2 separate regions of the Pan troglodytes genome follow, and region 2 is linked to region 1. A link is a contact called in public Hi-C data. All regions are on one chromosome and are shown on one strand. Each heading gives the region's core, a stretch centred on a gene start, on an enhancer-like site or on the middle of the called end of the contact. The rest is flanking DNA. Distances are from core to core; before and after follow the strand shown. Region 1 has its middle 51 kb from the start of IYD. Region 2 holds the start of PLEKHG1 (pleckstrin homology and RhoGEF domain containing G1).

What was found. Hi-C and Micro-C count contacts between places; a contact is called where the count stands out from the background.
Region 2: a Hi-C map of stem cell-derived neural progenitor cells shows a contact between it and region 1, with 9 times the contacts expected there. The contact joins the promoter of PLEKHG1 here to the enhancer-like site in region 1. A contact is called at or near these places in 3 of 7 Hi-C or Micro-C datasets (induced pluripotent stem cells and stem cell-derived neural progenitor cells), 1 of 1 datasets of contacts at active chromatin or transcription factors (stem cell-derived excitatory neurons) and 1 of 1 other capture datasets (stem cell-derived neural stem cells).

What each region holds. Positions count from the first base shown.
Region 1 is chr5:162,367,224-162,372,934 of NHGRI_mPanTro3-v2.0_pri, forward strand. No RefSeq gene overlaps it. Among named protein-coding and RNA genes, the nearest start is that of IYD, 51 kb to the left of the region's middle. Within about 2 kb of position 2,273, at least 5 of the 24 cell types and tissues checked have an H3K27ac peak or open chromatin away from gene starts, as enhancers often do. A contact at or near this core is called in stem cell-derived neural progenitor cells and stem cell-derived neural stem cells, where this site is marked.
Region 2 is chr5:162,549,951-162,555,661 of NHGRI_mPanTro3-v2.0_pri, forward strand. PLEKHG1 (pleckstrin homology and RhoGEF domain containing G1) reads left to right here and starts at 2,185. Exons shown (of 15, transcript XM_063812679.1): 1 at 2,185-2,326.

The DNA.
Region 1 (5,711 bases), core at 1,023-3,522:
AGTACTGTGATGCTACAAGATGGACGAGCTTTGAAAACATGCTGAGTGAAAGAAGCCAGACACCAAAGGCCACATATTGTATGATTCCATTTGTGTAAGATGTCCAGAATAGGCAAATCCATAGAGATAGAAAGTACATTCGTGATTTCCAAGGGCTGGAGCAGGAAGGGAGCATTGGGAGTGATTGCTGTGGATATGGGTTTATTTTAGGAGTAATGAAAATGTTCTAAAATCAGTTTGAGGTGATGGTTACACAACTTTGTGAATATACTAAAAACCACTCGGCTGCACTCTTTTCAATGGTGAATTTTATGTAATGTAAATTATATCTCAAAATTGTGTCAATGATTTGGAATAAGTAGAATTATGTTTAAAAAATTATGGCACTTTTCCATTTCTCTAACATTTCCAAAGGTTATAGAGGGTTCCGGCCCCGCCTTGCTCCCCTCTTAGCCTAGCTGTTTTACCACTCTGTACATTGACATTTTTATAGATCTACGTGAAGTGTGCAGTTATTCAAAACAACTTGTAACATAAACTATGACTATTCCTTCCCTGGAGATCTGGAGGCTGTTTTCTAATTTTTCTTCCCTGAGTTTCTTGTGGCTCTCGTACTGTGGTTGCCATTGAGGTCCCCGCAGTTGAGAATGTGAGTGGCTCAGCAGGGAACTGCATAGAACTGGGGATACTTGCGAGCTGGGAGCAACCTTAGGTGGGCACTGGTGGCCTCCAGAACGCAGATGAGAGAGCAGGGGATTCCAGGTAGAGGAAGAGAGATCACAAGCTGGTGTGGCTGGGCTCCAACTTTAAAGCTAAAATGATCAAAGATCCCCAACATTTCAGAGCAAGAAATATGGGGAAGTCAACGTTATTGTGTGAATAACATCAGCCTTTGGTTGGTTGATGGATGGCTATTGAGTTTGGGGGTTCTTCTGTGATCTTATTAGTTGCTACAGATATTCTCAGTATCTCTTAGCACCTTGTAAACAGAGGAAAGAGAAGCCTGCATCTCCTCTCCTCAGCAGATAAACATCTGGGGACAGTGACAAAGCCCACAGACCCTGATGGTGTCTTTGATATACAGCCACAATACGCATTTTGACACCGAGTAGATGCTTTTAGATGACGAAATCAGTGGTTTGAATTGAGGCATTTGTGTGAAGTTCATGAGCTTTCATGCCATGATTGGCTTAAGTAATTCAGAACTAGCTGCGTGTGGGTGCCGTGGAAATACTCTTTCAATCTCTTTCTTATTGGGCCATTTTTGTGCAAAAGAAATTGCTGTTTTAATGGCAAAACCAGCAATTACTTTTGCACCTACCCAAGAGTTCATGGGATATTCAAAGCAATTTTCCGAACTGTATCCTCCAACTCGAGGCAGTTACTGTGAAACCACTAGATGGCACAGTCATGCTAGATGTAATCAAGACTTCAGCAGAAATGAAAAAGTGAGTCTTGCTAGATAACTTCATCAGATACTTAAGCTGTAGTTTACTTCCCCTCTCCAAAATTTTTCTACATGTTAGTAATTTATGTCTTCCAGATCGTGTAAATACAGATGTGTTAGACTTAGTCATCTAAATCAATTGTTCAGTGACTACAGCCAAACTATAAAAAATGATTACTTCTCTTTGTTTTCAGTTCAAGTATTTTTACTATTCCTTTGCCACACATTTATTTTTCATACAGTTACATCAGCGCCCTGGGTCCCTTTTCTTTTGTACGCATAGTGATAGAGAGGGAAATTACTCATCTCCAACGTCCTGGAAATTGTTTTCCAGCGCATAAATTTCCTCGCCCTCTGAAAGATGTCAATCATTTTCTTTAGCAGGGCATTAGGGAACTCCAGCTTTCCGAAAGATGTTAGGAAAGAAATGTCATGTCCCAAGACACAAAGTAAATGATTACTTTCTTTACCCAGCTTTATTTGTCATTTGTCTTAAAAAAAAAAATAGGAGAACTGTTTTATTCACAGTCAGAGGCTAAGGCAGCAAGACAAGGCACGTTAGTGAGGCTGTAAATACCACTGTGTCCACGATCACTTAACACAACGCCATCTCCCAGCGCAGCCCCAGCCCCTCTGCACCCCCCGCCCCACTGCACCCCTTAAAGCCAGAAACACTCAGGCCCCCCGAAAGTTTAGTAGGGCTGCATTTAGAACAAGTCCAGAGCCAACAAAGGAAAATAGTGGAAGACACTTAGGAGGGAGAAGAGAGAAATGAAATTTATTTAGCCCGAGGTCCCCACGCCATGAATGTGGCCAGCAGGGGGCTTCTCGTGCGGACGCTCAAAGCCGGAAGAGCCAGCAGGCACAGAAGCCCTCGTGGGAGCCGGGAGTTCCATGGCGAGGCCCCCCGCTGCTGCCCCAAGAAACGCTTGGGTTTGAGATCTCAGGAAACACGGAGAGCCCCCACTGCGATGGTGACGGCCCTGGAGTGGGTGGTGCTAAGGAAAGGGCAGCACACCCTTGAGGGCGGGAAGTGAATGGGGTGAGAGTTGGCACTGCTGGCCATGTTTTCCTCCATTTCCTTATGGGACTCAGTTTCCTCAAAGGAAGAACCAAAATGAATAAAGTCTGATATGGTTTGGCTGTGTCCCCACCCAATTCTCACCTTGAATTGTAGCTCCCATAATTCCCACATGCAGTGGGAGGGACCCCCTAGGAGGTAATTGAATTGGGAGGGTGGGCCTTTTCCGTGCTATTCTTGTGATAGTGAGTAAGTCTTATGAGATCTGATGGTTTTATGAAGGGCAGTTCCCCTCCACACGCTCTCTTGCCTGCCTCCATGTAACATGTGTCTTGGTTCCTCTTCGTCCTCTACCATGATTGTGAGGCCTCCCCAGCCACGTGGAACTGTGAGTCAATTAAACTTCTTTCCTTTATAAATTATGCAGCCTTGGGTATGTCTTTATTAGCAGCCTGAGAACAGACTAATACAGAATCTAGTTTTTTATACAAAGAGATTGAGAAACAGCCCTTGATTGTGCTGACAAGATTTTAGGAGCTGTTTATAAGCGCCCTACTGAGGACTCTGGAGATGATCCTTCATTCTAGAATTATAAGGTTAAAGTTGTTTGTTTGTTTTTTCTACTTGCCTAGTCCTTGGTGTATATAAAGAATCTTGTGGTACTTTGGTATTTATTAAGAGATAGAGAGTCTTTAATTTTTGAATACATTGGATCAATTTTTATATAGTATTGCATTTTTTATAACCCTTATTTACTTTTTATTTTAAAACCCCACCGTCTTCTCTATTCTCTTGACCCAGATGTCATGTAATAAGTTATGACATTATACATTTTCACCTTAGAGCTATGTTCTGGGGCTTGGCGCTCCTATTATTTAAAAAATGGTATCTTCTATGAGAAAACATGAATATTAAAGTAGACATGAATTTAGTTTTGTATAATTAAATTGAATCCCAGGATGGCAAAGATTTAAATATGATTTATACTTGGCATTAGTAGCAGCAAGTAATACTTGCTGCAGTAACAAAAAACCATTTCAGTGGCTTTGTACAATGAAGGTTTATTTCTCACTCTTATCACCATTCAACAGAGAGAGAGCCCCGCTCCATACCTTCATTCAGGGATCCAGGCTCTTTCAAACTGGTTGCTCTGTCATCTTCTAGTACCATGGTTCCCTCTACCAATGCTTTGCATCCTATCAACAGGTGACAAAAGAGAGGGCGAATGGATAAATCACATTCCACTCAACCGCCTCAGTCTGAAGATGACATACATAATTTCTGCTTACATCCCATTCATAAGAACTAGTCCCAAGGACCTATCTCAAGAAGAAGAGAACATGGATATTGTTGCAAAGTATTCTGGTATCTACCATACACACACGTTAAATCAAGTTTAGCCTAAAGCTGCCTCCTTACATATTCTAAATTTAGCCTAAAAGTTTCTCCCTATATGGTGAACTATACATTAAATGGAGGTATAAACAGACTGTAACCTATTTCTGTGACAATCATTGAGTTTTGGCCAATCAAAGAGGGCCAACTGTTCAAGCCATGTTCAAGTAAGGTAAATGCCAAGATGTAACCAATCCAGCTGTTTCTGCACCTCACTTCTGTTTTCTGTGTGTCACTTTCCTTTTTCTGACCATAACTTTTCCACCAGATGGCTGCGTTGGAGTCTCTGAGCCTACTCTGGCTTGGGAGGCTGCCCAATTTGCAAATCATTCTTTGTTCAACTAAACCGTGTTAACTTTAATTTATCTAAGGTTTTTCTTTTAGCACACATGTGCCAGCAATACAAAGTTTGAGAAGATACTAAACTATTTGTTTCAGGGTGAGAAATGCCATGTCTCACTCCTTGATGTACTCCCCCAGAAGAATCCGCCCACTCATACCATACCCAGTCAGGAATAAGCAAAATATGGCCTTGGGAATTAACTTCCTATTTCCAGCATTTGTTTAAACTAAAGAATCTTGGTGAAGTGTTGACCAAGGGAATTTTAAAGTAAAACAGCATATTTTAAAAGTTGATTTAATCTAGTCCTTAAGAAAACAGGCTTTAAGTCCTTTGTAAATGTGGTAGCCAGCCTATGAGATGGCCCCCAATGATTCTGTTGCTGATATTCCACCCTGTGTCATCTCCTCCCACTTTGAATAAGGCTGACTTGTGCAGCCAATAGAATACTGTGAAATGAGAGGTGTGATTTTTGAGACTGGGTCACTAAAGTCATTGCAGCTTCCCTTGCTTTCTTTTGGATTACTTGCTCTTGGGAAAGCCAGTTGCCACATTGTAAGAACACTCAAGAAGCCCTGCAGAGAGGGCCACATGATGAGGAAATGAAGTCTTCTTCCAACAGCCGGCACCGACTTGCCAGCCATGTGAGTGCACCATTTTGGAATCAAATCTTCCACCTCTAATTAGGCCTTCAGATGGCTGCAGCCCTAGATGACTTTTGACTACAACTTCTTGAGACACCCTGAACCAGGACCACTCAGTTAAGCTGCTCCCAATTTCCTGATCCATAGAAATGGTGTAAGATAATAAATGTTTATCGTTGTTTTAAGCCACTAAATTCAGAAGTAATTTATTCCATAGGAACAGCTAAAATAAATACAGTATATCCAGACAATCTGTTCTCCCGTTGTGGGTTTTGGAATGGTGGGTTAACAGTAGACAAAAGGCAAAAGAGGGGACCCCCTGATCTTATCCCACCAATTAGAAATATATATGATTTAAATAGATTCGCTTTCTGCTTTTTAAAATGTTCATAAAAATACTGGCACTTCAACCAGATTAAGTTCATTACCATATAAATAACCCTAGCTAGATTGCTTTTGTTTTTGAGAAGAAAAGATCATTAACTTAAATAGAATATCATTTATTTAAATTTTCACAAGAACCGTATGCTGGAGATTATTGCCATGTTTACAGATAAGAAAATGAAGTCTTATGGAGTTTAAATAGTTTGACTATACTCTAAATGGCAGAGTCAGGGTAGTACAATTCTAGAAGCTGCGTTTCATCCATATTGGTTCCTAAGCCTACCTGAAGTCAATCATTTTTCTCTGTGAAGAGTCGAGACCCCAAGAGGAGGGTAGAGTTAGTTTTGGAGCCTGGTACATGCTGGGCAAGGAGAGACCCAGGTTGCAGCTTGACATAGTTCAGGGCAGTTGAACAACTGTTTGCCAAACACTAATTTGGTAGCATAAATGCTTTTTAGGTCCTACTGGCTGTGGATTCGT
Region 2 (5,711 bases), core at 935-3,434, 180 kb after region 1:
GCATACAGTCTCAACAAAAGAAATTTCTTGTTCCTGTTTCCACTTTCTACCTCCCACCTCATTAATAAACTGAGGTGAAGTGAGCGGGCTGGCCAGGAAATATTATAACCATCCCATAAGCACAGTACCAAATTCAGAAGAGCTATCTGCCTAAGGGTGAGTGCTCTTGAGCAGCAGCATCTGCAGCTGATCCAGTCTTTTCATCAGATCATAGTGCTTCATCCACAGCTTCATTCGAAGCACTTGTGCTAAGAAATGCATAACTGAGGCCAGGCATGGTGGCTCACTCCTGTAATCCCAGTGTTTTGGGAGGCAGAGGCTGGAGGATTGCCTGAGGCCAGAAGTTCGAGGCCAGCCTGGGTAACATAGCGTGACCCCGGTCTCTACAAAAAAAAAAAAATGGTAAGTAAGCCCGGCATGGTGGTGCATACCTGTAGTTCCAGCAACCCAGGAGGCTGAGGCCAGAGGATTTCTTGAGCCCAGGAGTTCCAGGCTACAATGAGCTATGATTGGTGCCACCGCACTCCAGCCTGGGTAACAGCGAGATCCCATCTCAATCAATCAATCAATAAAAGAGGAGACAGCAGAGAACAGGAATCCCCAATTCTCCTCCCTTCCTTTCCAAGTTGTCGGAAACCCTTATCTCTCAGCCACAGACACACTCATCAATGAGCTTCTTTGAATCCTAGATGCTTTGAGTGTCAAATAAAGGCTGGCACCTACCTCACAGGGTTGATGGAAACCATTAATGTGGTACTATTTCACAAACATACTGCACACTTCTAACACAAATCACAACATAGAGAGATGGGGTAACAGGCATGATTTTGTGTGAGCTCCAGAAGCTGGGCAGGGTCTTAATTAAGCTCAGTTTCCTGTCTGTGAAAGGCAACTAGCACCTGTCCTGTCAAGCTCACAAGGTTATTGCAAGGCCAACTGAAACAATGCTTTGAAGATGGCAAATGTCTGTTTTAGTCCCATTGCAAATCTACTGTGGTAAATGTATTCCAAGCATAACCAAGTCCCATAGTTTTAGGTAATACAAGTCAGTTGTGGAGACTCAAATAAATTATAAAACAGAACATAAACTCCACGTGGTAGAGAACTGTGATGCTGTGCGGCCTTACTGCACAAACCTTGTTTTGTTCCCAGTCTTTATTATAATTTCCATAATCATGTATATGCATAAAAGCAGATAAAAGGCAAAAATCAACAAGAATAGCTAACATTTATTCAGGCTGTAGAGCATGTGCCAGACAGTCTCCTAAGCCCTTCACGCACATTCTCTTATTTAAATCACATACAGCAACTCTAGGAGGTAGGCACTATCATCATCATCATCATCATGATCTCCATTTTACAGATGAGGAAACAGACAGAACACAGGTTAAAGCGTTCTCTCAAGGCCACACAGCTAGCAAGTGGTAAGGCTGAAGGTCTGTTAACAACTAAGAGTGCAATCAAATCCACCACCAAACCTAAGGGGGTCCACAGGCGACCCTGATACGTCCGACTTTGGCGGGAGATTAGTGTTAAGAAATGACTTCACATGCCTTTCACTGTCGCTGCAGGCACCTTTGATTGGAGTCATAACTTTACTGCAGAGCCGGTGCCTTTAAACATCTTTCTGGCTGTCACCGGTTATTCTTTACCTCCGTTTCCACTTTTACTTTCTCTAGGCAAAGGTCGTTTGGTGCTTTAACCGAGGTGATTAGGGTAATGACGCCTGAAGAACACCGGGCTTCCCCCTCTTTTCACTTGATTACCGGCAAAGCTTCTATGTAAAACTAGAATGTTCACTAAAACCATGATTTTGGGTATTATTTTAAAGGACTCACATAGGAAATTATTACGTCCAAAGGAAAGCTAAACCTGAAGAGCTCGGAAAATGAAGAAAAGTGATGTGTCTGCGAAAACAGTAGCAGAATTTTTTTTAAAAAAAAAACTTTATTCCCCCCGAAGCTGTAATTTGACTGTTCTCTTTGGCAAGGCTCCAGAGACAAGGCCAAGTGCCTAATTTCTCTTTCTCTTCGCCCCCCTCCTCTCCACCTTTTTCGCCCTCAGGGAAGAGGGGAGGCGGGACGAGCGATCCGCTGCTCCGGCCGCCGAAGCTGGCGTCTGGGCGCGGGGAGGGGCGGGCCGGGGCGCGGCCGAGCAGTGGGGCCGAGCCCGAGGAAGAGGAAGTCGGAGCCCGAGCCCGAGCCCGAGCCCGAGCCTGACGGCGGCTGCAGGGCGCTCCGGCAGCCCGAGCCGGCGCAGCGCAGCCCGCACCCTCCCCGCCCGACCTGCGAGCGCCGCCCGGGCATGCGAAGCCGCCCCTCCCCGGGTAAGCGCCGGTCGGGCCCGGACGCCCCGGGGACTTTTCCAGGGATGGGAGGGGGGACCCGGGGACCTCCGGTGGGAGCCCCACATCCGCAGGTGGGGCCGGGCGGAGCGTGGTACCCGGGCCCCGCCGGCCCCCTGCGCGCCCCTCCGCAGTGGGGACGGAGGGCCTTGGGGGGCGCCGAGCGGTGGGGACAGAGGGCGCCGGGGGCACCGCGCGGTGGGGACGGAGGGCGCTGGGGGGCGCCGCGTCTCGGGGGTCGGAGTCGGGTAGGGGATGCTGCCCGCCGCCGCCCCGCTTGGGGTTCCGCGCCCCCAAGTTCCCGGTGCTCCCGCCCCTCGCCCCAGCGGCTGCAACATCAGCGCGCAGAGGAGTTTCTGCGAGCACCCGGGAGTTGTAGCCACCGCTTCCCCACCCCCGACTCAGCAGGACAGCCCCAGAACGGGACCCCACAGCCAGCCAGCTGGGTCAGCTCCCCAGCAGCGAAGCCGGGAGCCCGAGGACCCGGGGACGCGCGGTGGGGGCGGCGGCCGAGCTGCTGCGGCGCTCAGGGCTTGGGGGCGCCCCCGTTCTGCAGACGCGCTTTTCAGGGGGTGGGGAGTCAAGAGCCTGTGGCTCTTCCGTCACGGGGTAAACGGTAACACCTGGGCGGCCGCGACTCTGCGAGCGTTCTGGCCTCGGCGGGCGGCGGGGATCCGCAGTGATGCCCGAGCTCGCCCCTTTTGTGTCCTCGCGGTGAGCCCCGTTCCGAAGCCGGAAGCTTGGGGACGCTCTAACTGGGAGAACGGCGCTCGGCTGGTCAATTCATTCCGCTCCTCGGAAACAATGAGCTGGATCCTTGACTTGAATGTGCTGGCGGAGCGGGGTTTGTAAGCCGGCGTTTCATCCAGCTCTGGTCCTCAAGGCGCCCTTTGTACCACCCGCAGGTGGCCGAGGCTACTGCACGTATTTTCGAAATCACCGAGTGTGGGTGTTTGGGGCAGGTATCACCCCGCGAGGACCATCTCAGACTGAGAGTTGGTTTAGGAGTTTTGAACAGATTGGATGCAGAACTATATTGTGTTTTGTATTTAGACCGGGGGAAAGACTAGAATGTTAACTCTAGGTCCAGTTTGTCATCTAACAGAATTCCGGGCTTGAGTAGGTCCTGTAATGCGGTACAATAACAACCAGGTGTTAAAACCGGCATCTTCTGGATTCTCAGATTCTGTAGACAGCATACTTCTAAAAAATGTAGAGATTTTGGATTTTGATTAAATTGCTGTTAAAAACATTTCCAAACCCATCATTTCAGGAGATCAGAAAATTTTCGAACTTTAATTTTGCCCTGTGGGACCCTGGGCAAGATACTTGCCTCTGGTCGTCTTGGCTGCCTCCCTTATAAAGCAGTGCACACGAACCAGATAGCTTCTACGGCCTCCTGCTCATTCCTCATCCCCCTCCCAAACCCCTACCCCCTGTAATTTGGTCTACAATATTTAAGACAGAGAGAAAAGTAACGGGTTGATGTTTGACTCTCTCAGCATTTTGAGTCTGGCTTCCCAATTCCTGACTTGACTTTTTGTCTCATTTGAGGTCCCAATTCTAAGCCACCAAACCACCTGACTAAAGAAACTTTTTTCTTCAGAGTGCTCCCACCTCCCTGGCTTCATCCTCAAATAGGTCATCAGTAGCAGTCCACAGTCAACAGCAATGGCTGCACGACCTTCCCCATCCTTGTGTAGCAGCCCCCCAAGTCCTCTGCTAAAGGGCAAAGCAAAGTGAGAAACAGTTACCTGGCAATCAGATGCCAGATAACTGCCCCGATTCTGCTTGTCCTTGGTGGCATTTTCCTGCTTCCTCTACCCTAAATGGGCACCCTGAATTAGGGGCACCAGCTTCCTTCAGTGCCTTTAATATAGATTACTGTCACCGAATACAGGCTTAAATATTTCAGTGGGGGATTCAGGCTGTAGTTCAAAGAGGTTAAATGATCATTTTTAAAACAATAGGAAGTGGCAACATATTTTTTCAAAACCAAGAATAACCAGTCCTATGTTGTGTTCCCCCTTTGCGGATATGATTTTTCAGTGATTTAATTAAGATCAAATGGTTCATAGTCTGTCCCATAAATATGGGAAATGCTTGAGTAGCACTAAATCTCTTGAGCCCTTCGTCAACCAAAAGCAATTCCTGAAGCTATTATCTTAATGGCGGCCGTTCACTTTTTTGCAGATTTCTTTTCCTCTCCACTCCTTTCATTGCTGGTGGTTGGTCTTTCAAGCAGTTGTCATCTTTTAATCCTCCTGCAGCATGATTAGGTCCCTGGAATATTAAACCCAGAAGGGCTCTTGGATGACCTAGTCCAGCCCTACATCTTAAAGATTTAGGAAGTCTGGTTAAGATCCAGTGATCTAGAATTAGCCTACTTGTGTGATGCTCACATCTACGTCTCTGTAGCTTTGAGACCTTCACTTCTTTAAGGAAATTACTTAGATATGGATTATTTCATAACCAGGAAAAGTAAAAATCATAGTTGGTGTCTCTCGGTTTTCTCACCTTTCCTCATTTTCACACCTTTCCTCCTTTCTTCTCCGCCCTTGTCTCAAGTTATGCCAAGGATTAAATGAAATGATTCGTATCAGTGTTTGGCACATATGGTGTGCTTTGAAGATGATTGTTGTTGATAAACCAAGTCCCAGGAGTGTATGATTTTGCAGAAGTTTATACATAGCTCTGGACTGTCAGAACTGTGATTTAACCAAGGTTCTCTTCTCTCTCCCCTGCCCCTCTTGAACTGCACTGCCTAAGAAATGTTGGTTGCATGGAGACATATTTTCAATTAAATGTAATGGTTCAGTCTTTAAGAAAAAATTATAATCACTTGTCTCTTTTGACTTAGGAAAAATATGGTTTCTAATGCGAAATGTTGGTGTATTCAGGCAGGGATGGGAAGGAAAACATTTTTTAGACAAAGGGTCTGTAAGCAACCTCATGCTTGTGTGTGGCAAGGCATCTCAGATATTAATGTTTCATCACAGGCTTGCATGAATCTTGCTTGATAAAATTAAAAGCTGATCCCAATCCATTCGGTCATTCAGAGTCACGGGCAGTCTGTGCCAAGTAGAATTTACTGACAGAAGAGTCAGCTTTCAAGTGAGTAAGAGATGACTACATCTTCAGCTTTATATTGTCTATGCTGATGAAAAGCAATAAATGCTTTAGCTGAGAAGACAGAAGTATATGGCTAATCACCTAGCGATGGGGCCCAGGTTTGCTGCGGAATACCTGGGCCATAGCGTATCTAATGCTGCAAAACAGCTTCAGGTATGCCTGGGTGATTTCCAGTCCAGTGATTAGGAGTTGACTGTGTATCTAGAATAGTCTTCGTGTTTGAGGCTGAGTATCT